3 separate regions of the Sus scrofa genome follow, and regions 2 and 3 are each linked to region 1. A link is a contact called in public Hi-C and HiChIP or PLAC-seq data. All regions are on one chromosome and are shown on one strand. The core of a region is the stretch at or near the end of the contact, and the rest is flanking DNA. Distances in the headings are between cores, read along the strand shown.

Evidence for each region. A called contact is a pair of places that touch in the nucleus more often than the background predicts. HiChIP or PLAC-seq counts read pairs in DNA pulled down with a chosen protein or histone mark.
Region 2: a contact with region 1 is called in a Hi-C map of alveolar macrophages, with 1.6 times the contacts expected there. The contact joins the promoter of HNRNPAB here to the promoter of TMED9 in region 1. A contact is called at or near these places in 7 of 47 Hi-C or Micro-C datasets (alveolar macrophages, embryonic fibroblasts, epiblast stem cells and 4 more).
Region 3: a contact with region 1 is called in an H3K27ac HiChIP or PLAC-seq map of alveolar macrophages. The contact joins the promoter of GRK6 here to the promoter of TMED9 in region 1. A contact is called at or near these places in 1 of 5 promoter capture datasets (fetal skeletal muscle) and 1 of 2 datasets of contacts at active chromatin or transcription factors (alveolar macrophages).

What each region holds. Positions count from the first base shown.
Region 1 is chr2:80,366,471-80,371,226 of Sscrofa11.1, forward strand. TMED9 (transmembrane emp24 domain-containing protein 9) reads right to left here and starts at 1,964. Exons shown (of 5, transcript XM_003123674.4): 1 at 1,746-1,964; 2 at 1,480-1,580; 3 at 634-759; 4 at 130-276. The coding sequence starts at 1,929.
Region 2 is chr2:80,190,984-80,195,739 of Sscrofa11.1, forward strand. HNRNPAB (heterogeneous nuclear ribonucleoprotein A/B) reads right to left here and starts at 2,943. Exons shown (of 7, transcript NM_001112695.1): 1 at 2,933-2,943; 2 at 2,573-2,839; 3 at 1,657-1,825; 4 at 613-771; 5 at 298-429. The coding sequence starts at 2,817.
Region 3 is chr2:80,524,428-80,529,183 of Sscrofa11.1, forward strand. It overlaps GRK6 (G protein-coupled receptor kinase 6), which reads right to left and starts at 2,781. Exons shown (of 17, transcript XR_002341730.1): 1 at 2,570-2,781. It also overlaps a transcript of F12 not described here.

The DNA.
Region 1 (4,756 bases), core at 714-3,213:
TATTTTGGACCTGCAATGGAGCAGACATATAAGTCCTTTGGGTTCATGATGATTTTGACATGCAACGCCAGGCTAGTCCAGTAGGCAGCTTCTGGGGAGAAGCCCACTGCTCCTGGGCTAACCACTCACCCGCTGGTAGTTCTGTTCTTTCTGGATCTGCTCCACTTGCTCCACTAGCTGTCGCACTCGCAGTTGCAACTCACTCAACTTGTCTTTGGCAGCAATTTCTGCATAGTCGTTGGCATGTTCACCCACCTGGATGTCCAGATGAACTCTCTAGAGACAGACAAGGAAGATAAGGAGTATCAGGTAGCCCTGCTCTGTCTTCCTGTCAGGGCCTAACAGCTGGTCCTCCCACTTTTCTTCATTTGTTCATTTATCCAACATTGACTGAGGCCTTGTCAGTGTCCAGCCCCATTTAAGCCCACAGGCAAAAATAAGCTTTGGCTGATGCTTTGACCAAAGTATATGTGAAAAGCTCTGTGACCATTCCCTGAATATTCACTGGAAACCCAGTCTTATTAGGAGACACAAAACCTGACACAGTCATCTCACACCCCCTGTACCACTGGTCCCTAGTTCCCACCAAGGGATAGAGGCTAAAAGCTATAAGTCCCACGTGGGTCCACTTACCAGCATGCCTCCAGCAAAAAGGGAGAACTTTGTGGAATTGGAGTGAAGACAGATCTGGTGCTCACCAGGCGTATGGGAGGTGAAGGTGAACCTGCCTTCAGAACCATACTGCCGGGCCAGAATGACCTGGAGAGAAGGGGCTTCAGTGAGTATTACGGTAAGGATGAGGCTGAACAGTGCTTAAGTGCCTCAAAAGTTGACAGCTAGAGCCTCAGGCATCCCACAATACTGAAAGGTCCAAAGCTGCTTAGCAGCAGTTGCCAAAAACTTGTCTTCAAACTATTTGGAGCAGGGGTGAGGAATCTGACATTAAGTTGGCATGTGATCACTCTTGGAAAGGGCTTTCCCTTATTCATAGCTCATACTCTTTCAACTCTTTTGGTGTGACTTTTTTAAGTGAAAAGTGACATCTGAACTTTTTTTTTTAATCCTTATTTGTCAAATTAATAGCTGCTCATTCTTTTTGGAACGCTGTGTGAAACTTTTTGGATTTCTGTGAAATCCAAAAGTTTATATGCCCTAGCTTTAGAGTTGACAAAACTCTTTCCAGAACCACAATTAATCCACCCAACACATCTATAAAGTACACGGATTTCCATTTCACAGACCAGAATGGCTCGGGGAAGATAACTAACTTGGCGGAGTCATACATGGGTCACTAAGTAGTTGAGAGAAGTAGCTAGCACTACAGCAGCCCAAGCTTGCTCTCAAGTGAAAACCCAGGATCTTCCCGCAACACCAACTGTTTTTACCAGTTTAGCAGATCCGGAAACCAAGAGAGGAAGTACCAGCGCCTGCGCTCAAGTGCAGGGTGGAGGGCTCGGCGGGGCTAAGGGGCCAGCTCACCTTGTCTTCTGGGTCCTTCACCTCCACGAACATGCCAAGCCCGGGGGTGGCCGGCTGGTACTCCTCCCGCTGCTTGTCATACAGCTGAGTCCGGTAGTTTCCTGGAAGAAAGCAGGCCAAGACCAGTCAGAGGAGCGCTAGGTGCTGTCGGGACCGCTCCCACCAGGGCACGACGATGCCGGGAGCTCCCGGCACTGAGGTGACTTTCCCACACAACCCGCCCCAAGACCGCGGTCTTGTTGAAAACTCTCTCCCTTCCCCCGCACCTATAACCATGGTCTCGTCCGGAATCTCCTCAATAAAGCACTTCTTTTCCGTCTCCCCAATGTGGAAGTAGAGTGCACCTCCTCGGGCCGCAAAGCACAGCAGCAGCAGGAGGGCCCGGACGACCCTACCCAGCCGGGCTCCGGGACAGGGCCCGACAACCCACACGCACTGCTCCGCAGCCATCTTGCCCCACCTGCCCGCGCAGTCGCAGCGGGCCGCGCCACGTAGCCCTGCCGCCGCTGCCGCCGCGGGGCCTGCCGGAACAGCGAGTTCCGAAGGGTGGACTACAAGTCCCGAGATGCCCCGAGGCCACGGCGCGGCAGAGCATGATTGGGGCGCAGCTTTTACAAAGGAGTAAGCTGGGGCTGCAGAATTGAAATTTTTTTTCTGCTGACCCTTGTCGCAGCCCGGCTACTGGTGATGATGATTATTATTATTATTTTTTTAACCGATGATGAAACTAACGAAGTTTGAGTCAACGGAGCGAATTAGGAGCAGGGAGGAATATACACAAAAGGAAACAATACAAACATTTCCCTCCAGGAAGTAATGCAAAAGACAGTAAATTCAGGAAACGAGGGACAAAAAATTATAAGGGAAATAGAAAAAAAATAGCAAAATGACAGAAGTCCTTTTGTGTAAGTAATTATTTTAAATGTAATTTATTAAGTATAAATAGGAATTCCTGTTGTGGCTCAGTGGATCTCTGTGAGGATGTGGGTTCAATCCCTGGCCTCATCCAGTGGATTAAATATCCAGCGTTGCTGCAAGCTGCAGCATAGGTCATAGATGCGGCTCAGATCAGGTGCTGCTGACTGTGGTGTAGGCCTGGAGCTGCAGCCCGGATTTGACCTCTAACCCAGGAACTTCCATAAGCCACATATTAAACTGTTTAAAAAAAAAAAAAAAAAGGATTTCCTACTGTGGCTCATCAGTAACAAACCCGGCTAGTATCCGTGAGGATGATCCCTGGCCTTGCTCAGTGGGTTAAGTATCCTGCGTTGCCATGAGCCCCAGTGTAGGTCACAGACATGGCTCAGATCTGACATTTCTGTGGCTATGGAGTAGGCTGGCAACTGCAGCTCGGATTCAACTCTTAGCATGGGAACTTACATATGCTGCAGGTACGCCCCCACCCCCCTCAAAAAAAATTAAAGTAAAATAAAATTGACAGAATTGAAGAGAAAAATAAACTTCTACAACAAGGGATAAAAAAATAGACAAAAAAAAAAAGTAAGGAAAAAAAAGTAAGGAAACAGATGGCTTGAACAACCCAATAAGCCAACCAGATCTAACAGACATATTTAAAACATTCTAACAACAACAGAATACACATTCTTCCCAAGTGCAGAATGCCTTTAACCTTACTATATGCCTAATATTTTAGATTAAACCTTACTATAAAATAAAATATTAGGCATATAGTAAGATTAAAGCTACTAGATTTTAAAAGATAGCATACAAAATATCTCCTCTGATAACAACAGAATGAAGCTAAAAATCAATAGAAGGAAAACTGGAAAATTCACAAATTTGTGGGAATCAGCATTTTTTTGTGAGTGTTTAGAGCTACTACTTTTTTATTTAATCATTGTGACTTGTGCACATATTTTATGCCAAGTCCTATGCTTGGTGTTAGGTATATGTTGGTGAGTCAAAAGCAGACGCATTCTCTGGCCACATGGCACTTACAGTCTAGCAAAAGGGACTGCATGATTGTAATTACAAACTTTTTTTTCTTTTAAACAACATTCTCAAACAATCAATGGATCAAGGAGAAATCACAAGGTATTTCTAAGAATATACTCAGAGATGACTGATAACAAAACACAATGCACCCAGATTTATGGGACACAGAAAGCAGGGCTAAGGGGAAATTTTACAGCTATAAATGCTTATCGATAAATAAGAAAGATCTCAAATCAACAAGCTCATTTTACAGCTTAATTAGAAAAAGAAAAACAAACTAAACCCAAAGCTAGCAGAAGGAAAGAAATAATAAAGATTAGAGCAGAGGTATATAAGTTAAGGAATAGAAAAATAATAGAGAAAATCAATGAAACCAAAAGTTGGTTCTTTGAAAAGATCAACCAAATTAATGCATCTTTAGCTAAATGGATTAAGAAGAAAAGAGAAAAGACTCATTATTGGTGTTCACACTGTGGCTCAGCAGGTTAAGAATCTGGTGTAGTCTCCGTGAGGATGCAGGGTTTTTGGGTTTTTTGTTTTTTGGTTTTTTTTTTTTTTTTTTTGTCTTTTTTCTTTTTAGGGCCACACCAGCATCATATGTTGGTTCCCAAGGTAGGGATCCAATCAGAGCTGTAGCTGCTGGCCTATGCCTCAAGCCACAGCAACGCTGGATCCGAGTTTTGTCTGCAACTTACACTACAGCTCATGGCAACGCTGGATCCTTAACCCACTGAGCAAGGCCAGGGATCGAACCTACATCCTCGTGGATACTAGTTGGATTTGTTTCTGCTTGACCACAACAGGAACACCACCCCTGAGTTCTTTAAGTCAGGGTCTCTACATTGAGAGCTGGAGTGGCGAGATGTAGACAATTCTTGGTGCATTCTGTTTCTGTGGCTGTGGAGAGAAAGAGAACAGTTTCTCTCCAGACCCTTCCTTTCCCATCTTGTTGGAAAGCTCCCAAATGAGCATTGGACACAGTCAAAGCAGCAGATGGGCTCCCTATCCCAAATAGTTTTCCTAAATCCAGGGCCAAAGCTTAAAGGACACTCAGAGATGGCAGTCTGAACAGCAACAGGAAAAGAAAGTTCATGAGGGATTAAACAACATGAGGAAAATACAGAAGGCAGCAGAAGGAGAATATGAATGTGTAAGTATGAATATACAATGTATTTATTTGTATGTGTGTGCTATTTGGGGCACAGGAATTTATCCCTGATATATATATATTCAAGGGAACAGGGAGATTGGAAATCAAATAACATTAATCAGTGTTGATAGTTTTGAAGAACTTTTTGGTTTACTTTGATTCCATCCCCTT
Region 2 (4,756 bases), core at 1,693-4,192, 170 kb before region 1:
ACACCTTGACCTCTGGCTTTAAATGAGTAGTTTTAGAAGCTACTCAGCACATTCTCTTCCCATGGAAGCCTCCCAACCACCCACCCTCAAATCCAGTGCTTACTGCCAGTCCTACCAGTCTAGGAGTTCCTTAAAGGACAGGACCACCTGCCCCATCAGGACAGAAAGTACTGAAAAAAAACTCTAAGGTCTACCTTAGAGATCTCTTAGAGGTGGCCCAATCCCTAACCCACACCTGCAAGGACCAGCTTTTCTGCGGCAACAGGAGACCAAGCACACACAGTTGTGGAACCTTACCTTGCTTCCACTGATGGTGTGAAACTTCTTCTCCAAAACTTTCTTCACAGGTTCCTCTTCTTTAAAGGTGATGAAGACAAAGCCTCGTCTTTTGTTCGACTTTGGATCCATTGGAAGTTCAATTGCTTCAATCTATAAACAAAGGCGAAGCTCAGGACCTCCCCTACCCGAGCCTATAGGGAACTCACAGGAGAATGGCCCGTGAACACTAAAGATAGTGGAAAAAAGCTTCAGCCAGCCAAGGCTGTGCTACCAAGGAAGAAAGAAGGCAAACTCAAAGCAGCTGGCAGGCCACTCCAGGGGTCGCACACTCACCTCCCCAAATTCGCCAAAGTACTCCCTGATCTTCTCCTCTGTGGCTTCAGGATTCAGACCCCCTACAAAAATTTTCTTTACTGGGTCTTTCTTCATTGCCATGGCCTTTTTGGGGTCAATGACACGGCCATCCAGCCTGTGCTCCTTCTGGTCTAGAACCTGTTCCAACAGAAAGATGGGAGTTGGATTCTGACTTAGCAGCATGACCCTGAACAAGGCTCTTCTCTGAGCCACAAGACTCCAACACAGGTACCAAAAACGTGTTTGATCCCCTCCATACCCTACTCCCCAACCTGACTTCCCAAGCCAATCTCCAAAGTTCAAGTACACCTGGTTTACTTAACACCTACAAATCTGTCCTCACACCCAAGTCTTTGGCAATGCTGTGCACCCCTCTTTCCTGCCCAGGAAGTCCCAGTTATAGGCATACCTCCTCCAGAAGCAAAGCAGCAGTCATTTTTAAAAAACAGAGGCTGGAGTTCCTGTTATAGCTCAGCAATAGACAAACCCGACTAGTATTGTATGAGAATGCAGGTTTGATGCCTAGCCTCGCTCAGTGGGCTGGGGATCCAGCGCTGCTGTGGCTGCTGGCTACAATTCAACCCCTAGCCTGGGAACTTCCATATGCCGGAGCTGGGCTGCCAGAGCTAGAATCCTCACACTCTTGTTAATAAGCTTTGTGATCTCTTCTACCTAAAACTTCTTGAGATTTAGATTTGTCTTTTAATGGGACTAAAATAATGCCTATCTCCTAGCAACTGTGGACTCTCTTCTAGTCCTCACAATGAAGTATTTGCAGGGTCCAGAATAGCCACAAAATAAGAAATGGTCCGCTATAACCATCCTGGACCACTCTAGCCCATACTCCCTCCTCTGCTTAATCTCTACTTTTAACCCCTTCAAATAACAAACTCATAAATTTCCAAACTTCCTTTTCCCCAAGCATTCAACCATGTGCAGAACACATAAACCAGTCATAGACTAAGAATGGTGGCATAATCTTAGAATACACTGAGACTCCTGATTATACAATACCCAACTTACCTTCTCCACACTGGCTGCATCTTTGAAGAGGATAAACCCAAACCCTCTTGACCGGCCAGTGTTGGGATCCATTTTTATTGTACAGTCAACGACCTCTCCAAATTTGGTAAAATAATCCTTTAGGTCCTTTTTGCTGGTATCCCAGCTCAGGCCACCAACGAACATTTTTCTGAAATGGTGGGGTAAGACACACGGCAACAAGCCTTATGAGAAAGCTGTGATTTTAGAAGAATTGGTCCTAGAAAAGCTTTCACTGACGTAATTATAAATAAAACCACCAACCTGAGCAAAGGTCCACCCCTAAGAGGCCGCAAAGGTTCTACCTCTGGAGGTTAATAAACCTCTGCTACCCTTCAAAACCCAATCTTGACCCTAACGACTCCGCACCCCCCAGGGCTGGTGGGGGAAGGAAGCACAACCTGACCAGAGAGCTAGACCCTGAGCACCACAACTGGAAGGAACCCAACCCAACAACCACGTATCAAAACGCTACAGTCCCTGCCACTCTCCACCACCTCCGAGCACTGGCTCTCAAGGAACTCAAGGCTTCCGGGCCGAGTCCGCGTTCAGGCTGTGACTCCGCCCTCGGCAGGAGGCGGAGGAGGGAGGCCAGGGCGCGCGCCAACTCCGCCCACGCAGCCCCGGCAGCCCGCGACCCGCCGGCCCCGGGTCCGAGCGCACTCCCCTTCCGGGCCGCCCGGCCCCGGCCCCGCGCCAGCGGCCCCAGGGCGGCGCCAAAGTCGACCCAACAAACTCCCTCAAACTCCCGCGCGCGCAGCGGCGGGCGGCGCGGAGTTGCTGGTTTGCGGGCCGCGAGCAGGCCCCGGCCGCCCGCCCCTCCCCCCGCCGCATGGCTCCAACAAAAGGCGGCCCCGGAACAAAGGCGGCGCCCCCGTCGGCCCGTGGCCGCACCTACCCCGCGTCCTCTTCGTTCTTGCTGGCGTTGATCTGGTCGCCCTCGGCGCCGTTCTGGTTGCCGGCCGGGGGCGCCGCGGTCCCGCCTCCAGAGCCCGCTGCGGCGCCGCTGCTGGTGCTGGTGCCGGTGCCGGTGCCGGTGCCGGTGCCGGTCCCGGCCGGCGACTCGCCTTCGGGGGCGGCCTCGTGTCCGTTCTCGGTGGCGCCCGTGGTCTCCATGGGCTGCTCTTCACCCGCTTCCGACATGTTAGGCCGAGGCACGCGGCTCCTGCAACAAGCGGCCACATACAGACACAGCGCGTCAGGCCCGCACGGCTCATGCCCGGACTCCCGCCCGCCGCCCGCAGGCCCGGCCGCTCACCTCGCCGCCGATGACGCCGCGGGGCCCGCTTGTCCTCACCCGCCGAGAAGGCGCCGCGGGCTCGGCCGCGCTCACACTCGCGCTGCCGGGCCTCTCCCCCGTCTACCGACGGAGCCTCCGCGATCGCGCGCCCTTCTCCTCGGCTACCGGAGACGCCGAACAGAATCCTCAGACGGATAATCTCGCCCGGGCCCGCGCGGTGCCGCCGCCTGACAATGCCGACTCGTGGCGCTCTTTATAATGCCGGAGCCGGGGCCACCTCGCAACAAGGCGCATGCTCATTGGCTTCGGCGGCTCGTCACTCAGCCCGGCGCCGGCGTCCCGTTGGCCGCGGCGCCGCGCGCACGCTAGATTCGGGCGGGCTTTGTCCTCATTTTAGAATCCGCGCGAGCCGAGGCCTTGCTAAGGATCTCGGGGTCCGCTGGCCGGACGGCCCTGTCTCTAGGGGCGGGCAGCCCGAGCCCGGAGGCGGAGAGGTCGGAGACTGACGCTCCGCCCTTTGAGGCCGTAGTCTCTCGTCCCCGGTACCCAATCCCAAAGTTGGCCGCCTCGGCCACTCCATTTCCCAAAAGAGGAAACTGGTCTCGAGGAAGCCTCGGAAACCAAGGTTGCCCGGCTGGAATTGGCGGAATCCAGCCTTCCGAGATTAGGCGCATTCGGTCCTCCAAGGCCCTCCGCATGGCTCTGAAAAATTGCGACGGGGCCCGCCCGCTCCCTTGACCTTGGTGCCTTCAAAGCCACGATCTCTGGCCCTTTCTGCCGCCTCCCCCGGAGGCTAGAAGCCGGGAGGGGGCGGAGTCCGCTAGGTGTCTGTAGCCATTAGTGCTCCGCCCCACGTCCCGGCGGGAGAAACCGTGGGACCACGAGGATCCCCTTGGCAACACTTTCACGACTAGTATCGCATTTTTACTTTTGATTACTTAAAATCTTTCATTTAATTCATTTATTTTTGCTCTAATCTATTTTTAAGAAAAGTAAACCGCTTCCGTGAAATCTTGAAGTTTGAGGGAAGGGAAAAATAGTTCTTTTTTCTGATATACAAAACCCCTCAATATTGATCTAGTTGACCACCGGGCTTGAAAGCCCTACGTTATCCCGTGATTCCTTTTAATCAAATGGGTGACAGGCCCCAAATAAACCAGGATTAAAACCTCTAAAGCCTGGGGATTACCAAATAACAGCAGAACACTAGTAGCTGACGTTTCCCACTGGAGTCCTGCTGCCAGGCCCAGTGTGGTGGGCTGGGCGTTTTATTTCCTCTTTTGACCTCCTAACAACCGTATGGAAGGTGGTACCATTACAAATTTATAAATGAGATAACAAACCCAGAGCCCTGGCCCGAGGCTCACTCCGCAATCCATCCAGCCCGTGGCGTTGCCTTGAGAATGTAAAATGTGATGATTTTATCTTTGGAAAAAATAATTTTCAGAAAATCTGAGGATTTGGCCACACAACACTGCATTTCCCCCAAGATATCAACCACCTAGAACTGGGGCACCCACCCCTAGATAAGCAAATTCCTCTGGTTCATCCCAAAGCCCACCTAAATTTCATAACTAATTCATATATCTCCATAAAACCTTGGTCATGTTACTGATATCTGGTGGTAAGGCTTACAGAGAAGTCCCTAACAAACTTTCCTCCCCTCCACCTCCACCTAGCCTCTGCCCACCCACAGAAATAAGGGCCAGGGTTTGGATCACAGGCTATGATGGACTCAGCCACCCGAGCAATGAAGAAAATCCAAGCAATTAAGTTCAAAGTCAAATAGGCATACTTCCACTTAATCTCCTGCTTTTTTTTTTTTTTTTTTTTTTTAAGGCT
Region 3 (4,756 bases), core at 1,531-4,030, 160 kb after region 1:
CAGCAGAGCTGTGGCTAGAGGTGGGCCCCAGCTCTGAAACTCAAGGGCGACCTCAAGCCACCCCTTTCCCTTGCCTGGCCTCAGTTTCCCCTGTGGTTTCCCCAGCTTTGTTTCCATCTGGCCTGGCCGAAGGCACGTGGTGCAGGAGGAGGAGCCATCTTCTAGGGATAGGGCAAGGTTGTGTCCCCTGATGGGCTTTCTGACCTAAGCTGTCTGGAGGAGGAAGTCTTGCAGGGTACCCATTGGGAAACCTGCTAGCGGCTCTCCTGCAGCCCACACCCAGCATATGCCAGTCATTGCTCCACTGTAAGTGAGCAACAGACCCCCCACCCCCAATCCAGGGCAAGGCCTCCCCAGAAGGGGAACTCCGCCCCCACCCCCGCAGGTCCCTCACCCAACCCTCCATCCGCCTGCTACCCCCACCAGTTACTTCCTCCTCCCTCCTCCCAGCCACATCAAGGCAGCAGCAAAGAGTCACATGCAAATATCCTGTCCTGGAACTGCCACCAGAGTCAAGGGGGCTCCTCCCCACCCAGCCCGGTCCGCTCCCTGTTTCTCTGAGAGCCTGGGAAAGGAAGGGGGACCCCCAGTGCCACCCCACTTCATCCTCACAGCAACTCCGCCAGACCCGGCCCAATCTTATGAGAAAACAGGCCCTCAAATGAATCGATTTGTCCAAAGTCCCAAAGCCTGGAGGAGTCCAATCCAGCTCACTGGGACCACAACCAAAGCTCCTCTCCCACCACAAATGTGCAAGGCATCTCTCAGGTGTTCTCTGAATACATACAATCCCAAAACACTCGGAGCCTCAGATCACTTAGGAAGCTGGCAAAAGCCCGGCCCAAGCTGTTACCCAACTCACGAAGGGGTTCTGATGCACCTGGTCTATGGACCAGGATTCAGGACTCAGTGACAAGCGGGGCTTCCTTTAGTTTTCAGTTCCCATTCCCAACTCTTTCACAAAAAGAGTTACTGAAGTTCAGAGAGAAGAGACTTGTTTACAGCTACCCAGGTGGGAGGGGCAGAGCCAGTTCAGATATTCCAGCCAAGACACGGGTCCCAGTCTGGCCATAACCCACTGTGCATCACCCATGGCCTGTCAGAAAGTGCCCACACTCTCTGGCCAGGCAAAGCACTGCTCTCAGTAGGACTGAACTGACTACAGCCCTGGGGAGGGAGGTCTGGCCAGGCTTTCCCCACCCCTCCTCCCTGGCTGGCTGGATGACGAGGCAGAACAGAATCGGCAGATGCCCCCAGAGGCTGGGAGGAAGGCCTAGCCCCAGGACTCGATAAAGGACAGGAGATAAGGAAGGCTCTGGGCACTGAGGACCCAGCCTGCTGTGCCCATTTCCAGGCAGCACCTCCCCAGGGTCAACCTGCAATGGGCAGGCAGGGGGCACCAGATGCTGTGCCAGTTGGGGGTTCCTCTGGTTTTCCTACAGACTGTGCTGGGGACATCCTATGTCGTAGGCCTGGGTCAACCCGTCTCATTGCATCCTGGGGGCTAGTCCCTGAGCCGAGCCTGGGTTTCCCACTTGTAAAATAGATCAGAAAGGTGAAGCAGATGGCTCTTTCAGCCTGGAAGCCCATCAAAGAGTAGAAAAACTGCCCTGACCTCCCTGCCCTAGAGTTCCGAAAAGAAGTGTCTTCTCTGCTGGTCCCCAGCACCCTGGATAGGACAGGACATAGAGTAGGTGTTCAGTGATTACATTACTGAGGTGGTCAATGGCAGGTGAGGAGCAGACTGACCACAAGGCAATGGGGGCCAGTCTGGTCCTTCTGTGTCCCCAGGATCCTCATAGAGCAGGTGCCTGGTAACATCTGAAAAGCTCAGCAACACTAGGTTCACCCCGCCAGCTCCCTGTGCCAGGCCTTGCACTCAGTCCCACCAGCCCAGCATGCTCCCTTCCTTCAGAGCTCAGCTTCCAGTTATTTCTGTGCCCCTCTGCCCCACTAGTCTGGGCTTCCTGAAGGCAAAAACAGTGACCCATTCCCCTCTGTCCCCAGTGTCCTGAGGCACTGAGCAAGAGGACGTCTTGCTGGTAGTCTATGTGACCAGCTTTCCCCGCCTCGGGTGGGCTATGCTACTGCAGAGTCTTAGTTAATTCATTCTCCAAACCTTTTACCCGTGCACTAACTTTGTGCCGATCCAGGCTGGGCGCCGGAGTTTGGGCCCGGGGCACGTGGGGAAGGCTGCCCCTTCCTGGGGCATCTTCTTACCTCTCTCACCTGGGAGAGGCTTCCAGGACTGAGGTCCCACCCTTCCCTCTTCCTTCCTCTCTCCTTCCCTCACCCCCTCATACACACACGCACGCACACACACACACACACACACACACACACAAACGCGCGCACGCGCGCGCGCCGTGAGGGCGGCGGCCTGACCCCCGCCCTTTCCTGGGCTCCGGCTCCCTGGGGGCAGGTGCGGAGAAGGACCATGGGCCGGAAGGGCCCCTGTCTGAGCGAAATGCTGGGCGCGGAGAGAGCTGCCCTAGGGGATCGGGCGACTAGGGCGCCCAGCGGAACTCGGAGGCCGCGCGACCGCGTTCTCCGCACCCGATCGCCTCACCTTCCCGGGCCTTGAGTAGCACCGTGTTCGCTACAATGTTCTCGAGCTCCATGGGCTGCGGCGCCGCCGGGCCCGCCGGGCCGCGCCGCCGGCCGGGATCGCGCGAGGGAGCCGGGGCCGGATGACGATCGGCGCGGCGCGGCTCGGCTCGGCTCGCAGTGACCGCGCCGCGGCCTCCCGGGCCTCCCCGGCCGCCGCCGCCCGCCGCTCACTCTCCGCCCCCTCCCGGGGGCCACCCCGGCGCCGGCCAGGCCCGCCCCGGCCCGCCCACTGTTTACTTTACTTGGCCAATAACCGGGCGGGTGCTCCCCGCGCCGTCTTCCCATTAGACAACTTCTTCATCATCCCCCGCCCCCAGAGACAGGGATTCGTTCAAAGGAACAGGGGGGCGGGACTTAATACGTCACATCTTCCTAGTTGGTCTACGATGGGGTTCAGCCTCTATGTTCGAATTTCTGGGCCTTCGTAGGATACCGAACTGCCAATTAGGGACGAGCCCTCTGCTGGGACAACGGAGGTGGGTCCTCTGGGTCACGCCCTGGAATTCTTGTACTTGATTGGATGAAGGAAGCGTCGGTCAGCCTTAGCACTGCACTCTGATTGGGCTATTAGCTGTGGGTGTGGCCCGGGTCCCTTTGACTCGCCTTGGCTTTTCCAGGGTTTTTAGGGGATGCATTTAGTGTTCTGGGCCTCCTCCCGGCCGGCCTCCTGCAGGTTCGGGCCGTGTATCCGGCCGTATACTTTTGGGTCGGCCCATCTTGAAGGGCGCACATCGGAAGCGGGGAGAGGCCCAGAGAAGGCTGGGGGCCTCCCTAGCTGCTCCTCGGCCTCCGTCCGGGCCACCGCGGGCGCCCCCGCCCTACCCCCACAGCCGGATGTTGTGATTTCTCTCCACCCACAGGGCCTCGCCCTCCCTCGGCCTCTGCTGCCTTATAAGGCAGCTCTACCACCCCAAGACGTAGGGACGAGCTCACACCCATTGTACAGGTGGGGAGCTGAGGTCTAGTGGCTGGCTCTAGGCAGAAAAGTTGGGAGAAAATAAGGCCGAAATTTTACAGCTGATCAACACCTTCTAACTCAACATCCTACTCCCTCCACCCTCACTTCACACACCAGGAAATGGAGGCTTGCCCAAACTTGCTAGTAAGGCAGAGCCAGCTTCAACTAGGCTTCTCAGATCCCTATCCATTCATCATCCAAAAATACAGAGAACAGCACCTTGTGCCAGGCCCTGAGCCAGGTGCTGGGGAATACAGTAGTGCCAGTAAGATAGCCAGTCTCTCTGCCTACCTTCTAGGAGAGGGATAAAGATGATAATCCTATAAATAAACAAATAAGTGGGATGGTCTGAGGGAGTGGTAAGTGCTAATAAGACATCAAGACAAAATAGTGAGGAGAAATGATCTCAGGTTGACATTTGAATTGATTCAACCACGCAAAAATCTAGGGGAACAGTTTTAAGCACAGGCAACAGCAAGTGCAAAACCCTGAGCCTAGAGTAAGTTTGGTATGTTCAAGGAACAGGAAGAAGGCCTGTATAGTTTCAAGGCCCAATAGTCTGAGATGAGATGAAGGAGCAAGGATTCTAGGTAGATCCTGGAAGGCTTTGTAGATCAATGATGAGGAGTTTGTTGTTTTCCCTAAATAAAATGGGGAGCCTTAGGATGATTTATACTTTAAAAAGATCACTCTAGCTAATGGACTTTTAGAGGGGCCAGGAGTGGAAGCACAGGGAGCAGTTGGGAGAAGACAGAGTGCGGCGGCTTGGAAGAAGGTGGCAGTGGAGATGGAGAAAGTGCATGGATTTAGGATACTTTGGGAAATAAAGATAAGTACCTTGAAAAAGGGAAATCCAGTGGCCAGCAGGACAAAGGGCAGGTACTTCACCCAGTGAAGCCTGCTGTGTCCAAGTGAGATCTAAGTGTTGAGTGAGAATGTATAGGTTTCAGAGGTAACATGAGTGGAGCAGGAAAGAGCCACTGGATGCAAGTTCATATTCAAAATTCTGTAGAGGAAGTTAGTAAGGGCTCAAGCATTTGGTCAGAGCACTGAAGTAGAGTTTCAGGTGCAAGGTGGAATGCACTTGAGGGACAAGAAATGAGGCTCAGGCCTTGAAGAGGCCTGGATGAGGAAGGTCCTTGGAAGCTAGGTAAGGAGGAGGTTGGACTTCATTTTGAGGGTAGTGAG